2 separate regions of the Triticum aestivum genome follow, and region 2 is linked to region 1. Evidence: chromatin contacts called from public Hi-C data. All regions are on one chromosome and are shown on one strand. Each heading gives the region's core, a stretch centred on a gene start, on an enhancer-like site or on the middle of the called end of the contact. The rest is flanking DNA. Distances are from core to core; before and after follow the strand shown.

Region 1 (4,925 bases), core at 2,120-4,619:
ACACATGTATTAATGTGCCACTGCCAAAATTACATTCCTTTTACAAGTCGTACGTGTCCCCTCCGCCACCCTCGAAGAAGCGGTGGAGATTGAACCAAAGAGGGGTAAGGATAGTAAAGGGAAACTAGAGAGGGTGAGGGAGTCTAATAGAAGGAAATTACAAGAGGAATAGAAAGGCTCTAGGCCAGGTTCTGCCGTATGGGCAAGGAGAGCAAAGTCATTCTTAAACATATCCCTCTAGGATATCAATATGTGTATTTATGGGGGGGAGTCACTTGAAACATGAGATTATCCTTTCCTTCCTTAATGTTCCACGACACCATGATGAAAATCTCCATATACATTAGCCTAGACACCCAACCCTGGCCTCCTTTATAGCATGAAGTCTATCATTAGTTAGGGGCCAAGTCATATGAAGGGCATCCCATAAATAAATACTGAAGGAGCAGCGAAAGAAGAGGTGTTCCACTATTTTATCAACCGTAATGGAGCACAATGGGTATGTATGGTCATTTCCTATATTATAGTGCCGACGATGAAGCATATTTCTAGTGTTGAGTCAATCAACAAGGAGGAGTAAAGAAAACACTTTAAGCTTCATTTTTCATTTTGACTTCCATATCGAACTGAATGCATGATTAAATATACCATCTTTAAAGAAGAATCTTTAGGGTTTTAATATGTCTGATTCCTTCGTGCACTTGGGTGGAGAGAGGGAGTTGTAAGCCTTGTTGCAGTTCAATCATACTCATTTTTTGCATGTAGAGATCTCCATTCACCGCGAAGAAAAAGACTCTAGGTAAGCATCAACTCCAATCTGGGGTTGCCACATGTCTTTCCAAAACAGGAGGGGGAAAGAGCCATCACCAATATTGACCGAGGAAGTCCCCTGGTAAATATCACCGGATTGGGAGATAGCCTGCCACCAAAATGACCCGGGTGGCTCCAAGGCATGGGGTATTTTGTTTCCCCTGTAAATATCATTGATCGACCCACTGTCGTCTTCTTTCAGAAGTTGTGGATCCTTCGGGGTCGACATCGCCAAAACTTCTCGATAGAGATCATTGTTGTCTTGGCCACCTGCATGGATACTAGTTTCTTGTCGAGACGGTGATGCGGAACTCCATCAACGGCACAATTGCGGTCCATCTGCTTGTGCGGGATGGATACTATGGATGACTAACAAATGGAGGGATTGTACTTTTCTTTTCCTTCAAGGGTTTTCCTATAACAACGATGCTTGATTAATATAGAGCTTCCGCTCCTTTGGAAAAAGATTGTTGTGCACTCTGAGAACTAGTTGGCTTTTAACCTGGTTTGTGGCACATGGATTTCCCTTTGTTGTTTCCTATACATAATTCATTTTCACTCAAAGTGTCTCATCTATTCTGAGCGGCTGAAATGCTCGATACTCCCTCCATCCCCATATAGATGGTGTATACACTCAGGTAGAAGTTAATTATTTCTAAGTTTGATCAAATATATGGAAGATAAAAAATCAACAACCAGAATATCAAATATAAGTAAATTGTGAAAATATATCTAATGGCGGATACATTGATATTGATTTGATATTGTTTATCTTCATATTTTGTTATACATGCTTCGGCAAACTTAGAAAGCATTGGCTTTTTGACTCATTTTATAGGCCACCTATTGGGGCGGTGGGAGTATTGTGCTAATATGATCAATATCGGTTGATACTAAGTCTCAACACCCAACGAAACCACAACATGGTCGGTATAGAATTCCATACAATGATACCTCCCATCACACGTTGAAAACTTTGTTTCGGATTGTGGTTGTGGAACATGATGATGCCTTTTTAGAAGAAGAAAAAAAGGGCACAACATAGACGCACACAAGCACACCACTACAAGGATGCACCCACACAACTTCTACCAAAGTCTGGTGTCACGGGTGGCACCTGCCACCATCATTGCCATATTTTAATTAAGGATCTATCCCCGACCCTCATTGGCGGCTCTCCTAGAAGACCCCCCCCTCCCCCACTGCGGTCAAGGTCTTCTCTTGGCTGGCCTTGAAGGACCATTGTTAGACTGGCTTCACCGTCACGGGCTTCCCCATGATGATTTCTGCTTACTCTATAATCAGGTCCTTGAGGACATGCACCATCTTCTTGTAGGTTGCTCCTTCTCTCGGCAGGTATGGCATGCAATTCTTTCATGGTGTCAATCCACGCTCACACCCTTCGGTCGAAACTCTTCCCGGACTAGTGGACTTCCACTTGCTCTCATGCCGCCATCTCGCATCGTCATGGACTCTCCTCCATCATCATGCTCACAACCTAGTGGCACTCGAAGCACCAAAATGGCTGCATATTGAACGGCCAGCGCCCCTTCGCTGCTGACCTAGTGCAGACTACCTAGGATGACGTGAGGCTTTGGGTGCGCGCCGTCGCCACTGGGATTAAGAACATTTGGCCTGAGAATTAAGACTCGTGATGTATTGGGAATTTGGGATGGGCACCCAATGTCTCGTTGTTCTAGGTAGATCGTCAACGCATCCTTGCATTGCGTATGTGTCGTACGATGTACCTCATTTTGAACTATTCTGACTTCTTCTATCAATGAAAAGATATATTTATGGAACTAGCTCGACTCGACTCATTAACATAACGAGCTCAGATTTAAATTCAGCTCGACTCGTATAACTCGTGAGCTAGATTGTTTAGCACGTTAAGCTAATTATAGATGTGAATAACAAAATATATGTATTATGTATGCAATTTATTTACAAAATATATTTGTAGACACATACTTTTCTTCACAAATCATAACAATCAACAATTTACACTACAGGAACACTTGATACACTATAAATAACAACAATCAACAAAAATGTTGGTACTTATCTCACACCTCCTCTAATTAACGAGCTTAATGAGCTAAACATATACTTCCTCCATAAAAAAAATATAAGAGCGTTTAGATCATTAAATACGGAGGAGGTAACTCATTAGCTCGGCTCCTTAAACTCGGTATGTGAACGAACTCAAATTAAAATTGACTCGACTCGAGTCGAGATGAGCCACGAGCTACTCGTTAACTCGCGAATTTCAAGTTAAAATTCTAGCCCTACACACACACTACTTGTAAAAGTCTTCACCTTGCATCCTGGACGGTTGGATGTGCATGGCGCCATCGCTCGCCGCTCATCGTCAGCTAGACGACTCCTAGAGACACGGACAAGATTGCACGGCTAAGGCACCGTGGGAGTGGGGCCACCTGAAACTTTGTTCCTTCCCACGTGGTGCTCGGCAATTTTGTCAAGTTCTGTAGGCTGTTTGTTGTCCATCACCCAGCAGCATCACCGTCACCGGCCTGTGCTTGTTCCTTCCCATTTTGCAGGCAGGACCCTACTACCACCGGACTAACACGAGGGGGCCCTTGCCATGCTAGGCCAACATTTGCATCCACACGAGATCCGCAGCACCGCTAAGAAGGATTTGATTGGCAAAACAGCAGATATACTCATGGAAGCACCATTTACCCAAAGCGCCAAAAACATAGCAATCGTACTAGAATTTATAATCATTCCCATAAAGAAGAAAGCTGAAAAAAATTCTAGAATTCGAGGCTTCTCGCCCACACACTACCACTGGCAGGGCCGGAGTGAAGCCAACTGACTGAACTGAGCGACAGGAGGATCACAAGATCTCTGCGGCCGGACCATGTGAGTTCCTGTCAAATCACCCGTACTACATCACATGCGGAACTGCAGAGACAAGGGAATTAACTCGGCAGAGTTTTATCATGCTAGCCTCCGCACATCCGATTAGGGGAATTAGATGGACGGCCCAGATGGGGCGAATCTCGATCGCCGGAATCCGGACGCAGAGTTTCATTCCAACGAGATCCCGATCTGCAAGAGGTAAAATCACATGCTACAAGCACAAGCACGTGAGACGGCGCGAGGAAGGCAAGTGCCACCGGCTAGAACCGAACCTGAACCTGGAGCAAGTACTCATCAAGACAGTTCTGGCAAATAAGATACTATACCTGTGCCTGTGTCTGTCAGTCTTCAGTTGCTCAGCCACTTCTCACGGCCATCTCCATTTACTACACACCTTCTGCAGAAAATTCAGAGTTCATTGAATGCGAGATCCGATCCAGCCACAGAGAACATGAAGAGCACACCCCGTCGTGTAGGAGAGCAATGTGTAGTACGAGCAGTTAAATTCACAAGATTGTCGTACCAATGAGCACACCCCATCGTGAGTGTTCACATCAATACAAAAATGCATTTATTTTGCAACAAGACCGCCAGAATTGACAAATCTGACATTTTTTGCACACTCGAAGCACGAAAAAAGAAGACTCTGTTCAGACCGTAACCACATACAGTAGAAGTGCTCCAGAGAAGATGATGCCTGCAGCAGGACAAAAGAGTGAGTCAGCTCCATGCTGGCGAGCTGCACCACGTACTACGCGTCGGCCCAATCAATATGGCGTTCTGCAGATCAGATAACCAGTGGATGGATGCTCAGAGAGGTCTGAAACATGAGAATTTCAAGTGAATGAAACATAAAAGTTGCTATCAAGGATTTCACACTTTTACGAGTTGACCCAGAAAATCATGAACCTTTATCCCCAGAACAAGCAAACCCCGATCTCAGCTTTCCTGGAAAGGGTCATGCACATCATGTAGTAGTGCGTAGTAGTAAAAGTGAGCACAGGCCAGGGATCTGGCATCTCCATTATTGAAAGGGCAGCACGGCAGCAACTAGGCAGCCGTATTTACGGTACACGCATGGTCTTCGGTTTTCGTTTGGAATGAACTTAGGCCAACTCCACCGCGCGACCTCATCCGGACGTCCGTTTTGAACAGTTTGGGGAGTGACTGGGCGGGCGTCCGGGGGGCGGACAAGCATATGGGGTAGCTGCGCCCAGCGCGCACAAGGC
Region 2 (5,371 bases), core at 785-3,284, 140 kb before region 1:
TATACTACTAGGAGTATAATGATGTCAACCAACAATTCTAAGTAGAGAGAGGTAATTATGTGTAAACGTAAATGAATTCCTAAACAACAGGGATGTATACTGACGATAAAGACGCAAACCAGATAATTAGTATTACAGATCAGAAAGAATATCTGAGAAATGAAGGTGCATTGTTATAAGGTTGTAGACACGGTGCTGGCACATGGTGCAGGGATAGGTCACGAGTTCCAAACCAAATAGCCGGATGTCGACCCTGACTTTGTGCTCAGTTCGGTACATGGAGACGATATTGCTGGTCGTACCGTTTAATGGAATAGAATGTATTCCATAAAACACACATTTATACCCTAATGCAGGATCATTGCCCACTGAACTTCAATATTTCAGATTTGCATGTTAATACTTTGATTATTGTATAGCCGTCACACCTTTGTACCTACTTCTTTTCATGGAAACAAGTAAACATAGACTTAGCTTATAATTGAGTAAGTGAGCCAGACAAAGGCACAAAGGCGTAATCTGATACACATGAATATATAATTAGCAACCATCACAAGGTACCTACCTAACACAAACAAAACAGAATAGCGCTAATTGCCCCTTTGGGACACTTAAATACTCTAATTCCCAACTAATTTGCCAGCCTAACTTTCCAACAGTAACAGGACAAGCAAGATCCCTCGAAAAGAGGTAAACTAATGCACACATGAATTAATCAGTACAGCACCTCATACTTAAAAAGCAAGATACCTAGAAAACAGGCAAACTAATGCACACATGAAGGAATCTTTACAGCACCGCATACTGAACAAGCTTGAGAAATGAATGCTTGGGGACAGCAAGAACTGTTGCTTTCAGAGCAGGCAGGCACAGAAGAAGAAAATCCCAAAGGAAAGAGTTGGATCCTCACACTTGGATATGGCAGTTGAAGACTTTGGATCAAACCCGATGATCAATGTCAACATCGGTACAAAGATCCCGCCACCACCAACACCTCCAACGCTCCCAAATGACGCGCCAAAGAATCCGATCAGCGACCCCAGCACCATTTTCCATCCAAACTCCATTGGCTACCACATCCAGAAAATCCACCAAATTAGCACCACACATCCGAAAAAGAAGAGGTACAGAGATATACTGAAAAAGTATCACACACAAAGATGTACGTAGTATGGAGTTTGAGCTACATAATAATTAATTTAAATCAAGAAAGTTCAGTTCCCTCATGCATGGGTCAAACTGAATTCCCACAAACCAAGCAGGTAAAAAGGTGCAGCGGTTCATCTCATGGCTAATAAAATAGCTGAAAGCAAACTACAGTAGAAGCTAGTAGAAAAGACGCGCTGGTTAAAGAAATGCTCGGAAAGCTGGGGTTTGTTTTGTGTGTTACCGGCCAAACATGCTGGTACGAGTTCCTATCGGTCTGCCACATGAAATTGGCAATCTTGTTGAGGAGGCTGATCTCCTCCGGCGCCACCACCACGGCGCGGTCGCTGGGCAGCGAGAGCCCACGGTCGGCGGCGGCGACGGCGAAGGCGGCCGCGCAAGCGACGCCTAGCACGGCAATGGCTTGCCGCATCCTCCTCCCCATTCCTCGGACCCAGCCAAGCCAAGAAAGGCAACTTCCTGCACCGCTTCCCTACTTTTTTTCCCAACAACAAAAGAAAGAAGAAGATAATCAGAGCTGGAGGGCAGACTGAGCCTGAGAAATCACAGAATTGAAACGCCTTGTTTGCGGCTTGGGATTGCGGAAACGTACGAAGGCCGCCGCGGCTCTCCTAGTCTGGATGATTCCTGATGGCTCTCTCGGGTGCACAAGACAGACGTGCGGGAAAGACAAAGACGGTCGAAGCCGTGGTCTCCGGCGGTTCGGATTGGGAAAGGAAGCGGAGGAAACTCGCCGGAGCCGGACGCAATGCGAGGGCGACGGGAGGAGCTGGGATTCGGCGGAGACCGAAGAGGGAGGGAGAAGAGACACGTGAGAAGGGGGAAGGCTACGAACGAACTCGGGCCAAATTTAGAGGGACAGCGAGGCAGTTTGCAATATACCCGCTGCGCAGCGGCGAAATTACGAAGCGGCCCGTTGACACTTTTTAGTGAGAATCACGTGTAGGAAACCTGGATCCGGGAAGTATAGTTCTGTAGATTACTTCCTTGGTCCGCAAATTACTTATCACAGAAATAAATAAAATAGATATTCAAAATTAAAATACATCTAAATACATTTATTGCGTCTAACAAGCATTTACGAACGGAGGGAGTAATTCTTTTCGGGTACGACTAGGATGGGATCACGGACGAGTAAAAAGTGCAGTTCTTTCGCAGGGTAAACAAAGGAGAACTTGGCCTGTGAAACACTAAGAAACTATATGATAGTTTTAGAAAAGAAACACTAAAAAACTTTCGTAAAGAAAAACCAATGAGAAACGATGAAATGTCAGAGGGTGCAGCTTCCATCTCGTACAGGAGTGGACAATGAAGGCGCAAGTTGGTGCTGGTTTATACTATACGTTACTATCATGTCCATGATCTAGATGAAATATATACTGGTATAGTACTACTGAGACGTGTAAAGTAAAGAAGGAGATCGCGTCCACATGACAGCTTCATTCTTCCGTCGCTCCTACCTAGACCACCTCCTTGTCCTTGGCTGAATCCATTGGAGACACCGACGCCAACATTATTACTGGACTATTTTCTACGTGGACAAGAGTGTTAAAATCCACAAAGACATACTAATGGAACAACAACAACAACAACAACAACGCCTCGTGTGGGGCGCGCATTTCCTTTGTTTTCTTTATTATTCTGTTGATTTGCTCTTCCTTTTTGGCTGGATAGTAGTTTGTCTGCCGCTTTTACTAGGAAAATCCATGTGCTTGGTTGTTGTTATTACTGTCGCCATGCATCCAAGGCTGGCTTGCGAGGAAACTTAGGTAGCCAGGGATATCGACAATCCAGCCATCGGTGAGCACAAGCTGTCCTATAACAAACTGAATAACGGAACAAGCAAAACCACAAGTAATGCACTGCTTTTTGGCATCGCCACTCTACTCTACTGCCACTGCCAGCCGTACGTAACGTAGGGAGCAGCGCTCTATCGCCGCTTGCTTGCTTGGACCCCTCGTGCGCAAGGAACAAAAGGCTTTTTCTCACGAGTGTACGTGATTTTGCTCGTATGGTCGCCATCCGCCGATTATATGTGTATGACTTTTTGCAGCTTTGCCTCTTTTCTCCTGCAACCACACGTTTGATGGATTATGGATGGGCTTAGGCCCATATAAAACAATAATATCTGGTTAATCTTTAAAGGTCATGAATGTGTGTACGGCAAGTTGTGGGAAGTTTGGTGGAAAGTTTAGTACCACACTGCTACAGTAAGAAAAGTGAAACCTTTTTATAAGGGTTGCTCTACCACTTGCTATTGAGAATTTGAAATAGGAGTTGTACACGCGCGCTCCTCCTCCTCCACCGCCCGCCTCGCCTTTAAGCAAACTTGTTTGGTCGTCTTTTCCAAATTATGATTCATTCATATGATAGAATTTTAATATGGGTTTCCGTCCCTCAACTCTTGGTGAAATCTAGATTTGGTCCCTCAACTACGAAACCGGACAACTTACACCCCCAACTATCGAAACCGGACAAGGTTCGTCCTTGGTCTCGGTTTTGGCCGGTTTTGGTGCTGACCTACCCGGGGTTTGACCCATGCTGACTCAAGTTCGCGTATTTTTTTCATATCTGTGAACCTTTTGAAATTCATATACTCTTTTCAAATTCATGTAGTTTTTTCAAGGTCACGTAATTTTAAAAAGTAAACATACTTTCTTCAAATCCCTGAACTATTTTAAAATTTGTTTGCTTTTTTCAAATCAGTGATTTTCTTAAATTTGCATACTTTTTTCAAACCCGCGTATTTTTTCCATGTTCGTGTAATTTTATCAAATCCAAGTGTATTATTTCCAAATCCATGAACTATTTTTGAAATTCGCATAATTGTTTCAAATCCGCGTACTTTTTAAAGTTTATGTATTTTTGTCAAATCCATTTTCCTTTTTCAATCCATGAACTTTGTTTTAAATTCACGTACTTGTTTCAAGTTGAAATATTTTTTTCAAATCCATTTTTTTTCTAATTTGCGTAAAAAATCCAAATCCACGTACTTTTCTCAAGTTCGCATAAATTTTCCAAATTCATGAACCCTTTCCAAAAAAATGTAACCGGATATGAGAAAGTACGTCATTTTTAAAAAAAAATATGAATTTTGAAAAAGTACGTGGATTTAAAAAAGTACGTGCACTTGGAAAAAGTACACTAATTTTAAAAGATTACGTATTTGATAAAAGTACCCGAATTTGAAAACGTTAAACAAACTTGGAAAAAGTATGCGAATTCGAGTCGGCACGGTTAAAACCGGGGTGGGACAGCACCAAAACCGGTCAAAACAATGACGAGGGATGAATCTTGCCCGGTTTCAGTAGTTAAGGGTGCAAGTTGTCTGTATTTGGAGTTGAGGGATCAAATCTAGGCTCCGCCAAAAATTGAGGGACGAAAAGTATACTTTTCTCTTAAATAAAATGGATCTTGGCGGAGGCTTCCTGGATAAATACTTTCTTTCTTTTGTTCATATTGCTCCATAGATAGCAAGTTTTAATTAGTATAAAAAAACTAAACCAATGACTATTCATGATTCCATCCATATTGGATCAATTCTCTATACCACTTTGCAATGAAAAGACGGTGTTTGTTATGGTAGAACTTCATTTACAACGATGTGGTAGAAGCGCTGGCCGGTGGAGTAAACCCTAATTTAGTTCACTCACTCCCTCTCGCACAACTCTAGCCGTCATCTACTGTTCTTCTCTCTGTGCTGCTCCCGGCGATCCCATCCCGACGACCACGTGCATGGTTGGTCGGGAGAGCAGGTGCCTTTGGAACCCTGTCAATGAGATCCTGCCCGGGAGAACGATAATAAGGTTTTCGGGGAGCGTCTCGACGCGACTGCTCCCGATCCGTCCCCGTCTCCATTCGCCTTTGCTTCCACTACTTCCCCTGCATCGACATCATGGTCGAAGACGCCGCCGCCAAGAAGAAGGCCACGGACGACGCCGAGGCTGCTGCTACCGCCGCCGCGTTGGCCTGGCCAACTGGTGGGTATGATTTGTTCATCCCTCGTTTACTCGTACATGTGCTAGCCATATATATGTTGTTCATAGATGTTTCGCTTCTATGTACTGTACGTGCTCACATGCTTAGGTATCGGTATGAGATGCATACCGTATTTGCCATGTTTACTGCTTACTCGTGATTAGATTAGTTAGGAAAGTGCTAATATTTCCAACAATCCAAAAACCTTATTTTAGGCACTTTTCGG

What was found. Hi-C and Micro-C count contacts between places; a contact is called where the count stands out from the background.
Region 2: a contact with region 1 is called in a Hi-C map of leaf, with 4 times the contacts expected there. The contact joins the promoter of LOC123111743 here to the enhancer-like site in region 1. A contact is called at or near these places in 5 of 5 Hi-C or Micro-C datasets (leaf, root and an unstated tissue) and 1 of 1 datasets of contacts at active chromatin or transcription factors (leaf).

What each region holds. Positions count from the first base shown.
Region 1 is chr5B:338,881,890-338,886,814 of IWGSC CS RefSeq v2.1, reverse strand. No RefSeq gene overlaps it. Among protein-coding and RNA genes, the nearest start is that of LOC123116082, 55 kb to the right of the region's middle. Within about 2 kb of position 3,369, at least 3 of the 8 cell types and tissues checked have an H3K27ac peak or open chromatin away from gene starts, as enhancers often do. A contact at or near this core is called in leaf, where this site is marked.
Region 2 is chr5B:339,021,305-339,026,675 of IWGSC CS RefSeq v2.1, reverse strand. It overlaps LOC123111743 (sulfite exporter TauE/SafE family protein 3), which reads right to left and starts at 2,034. Exons shown (of 13, transcript XM_044532593.1): 1 at 1,760-2,034; 2 at 1,391-1,642; 3 at 911-1,070. The coding sequence starts at 1,591.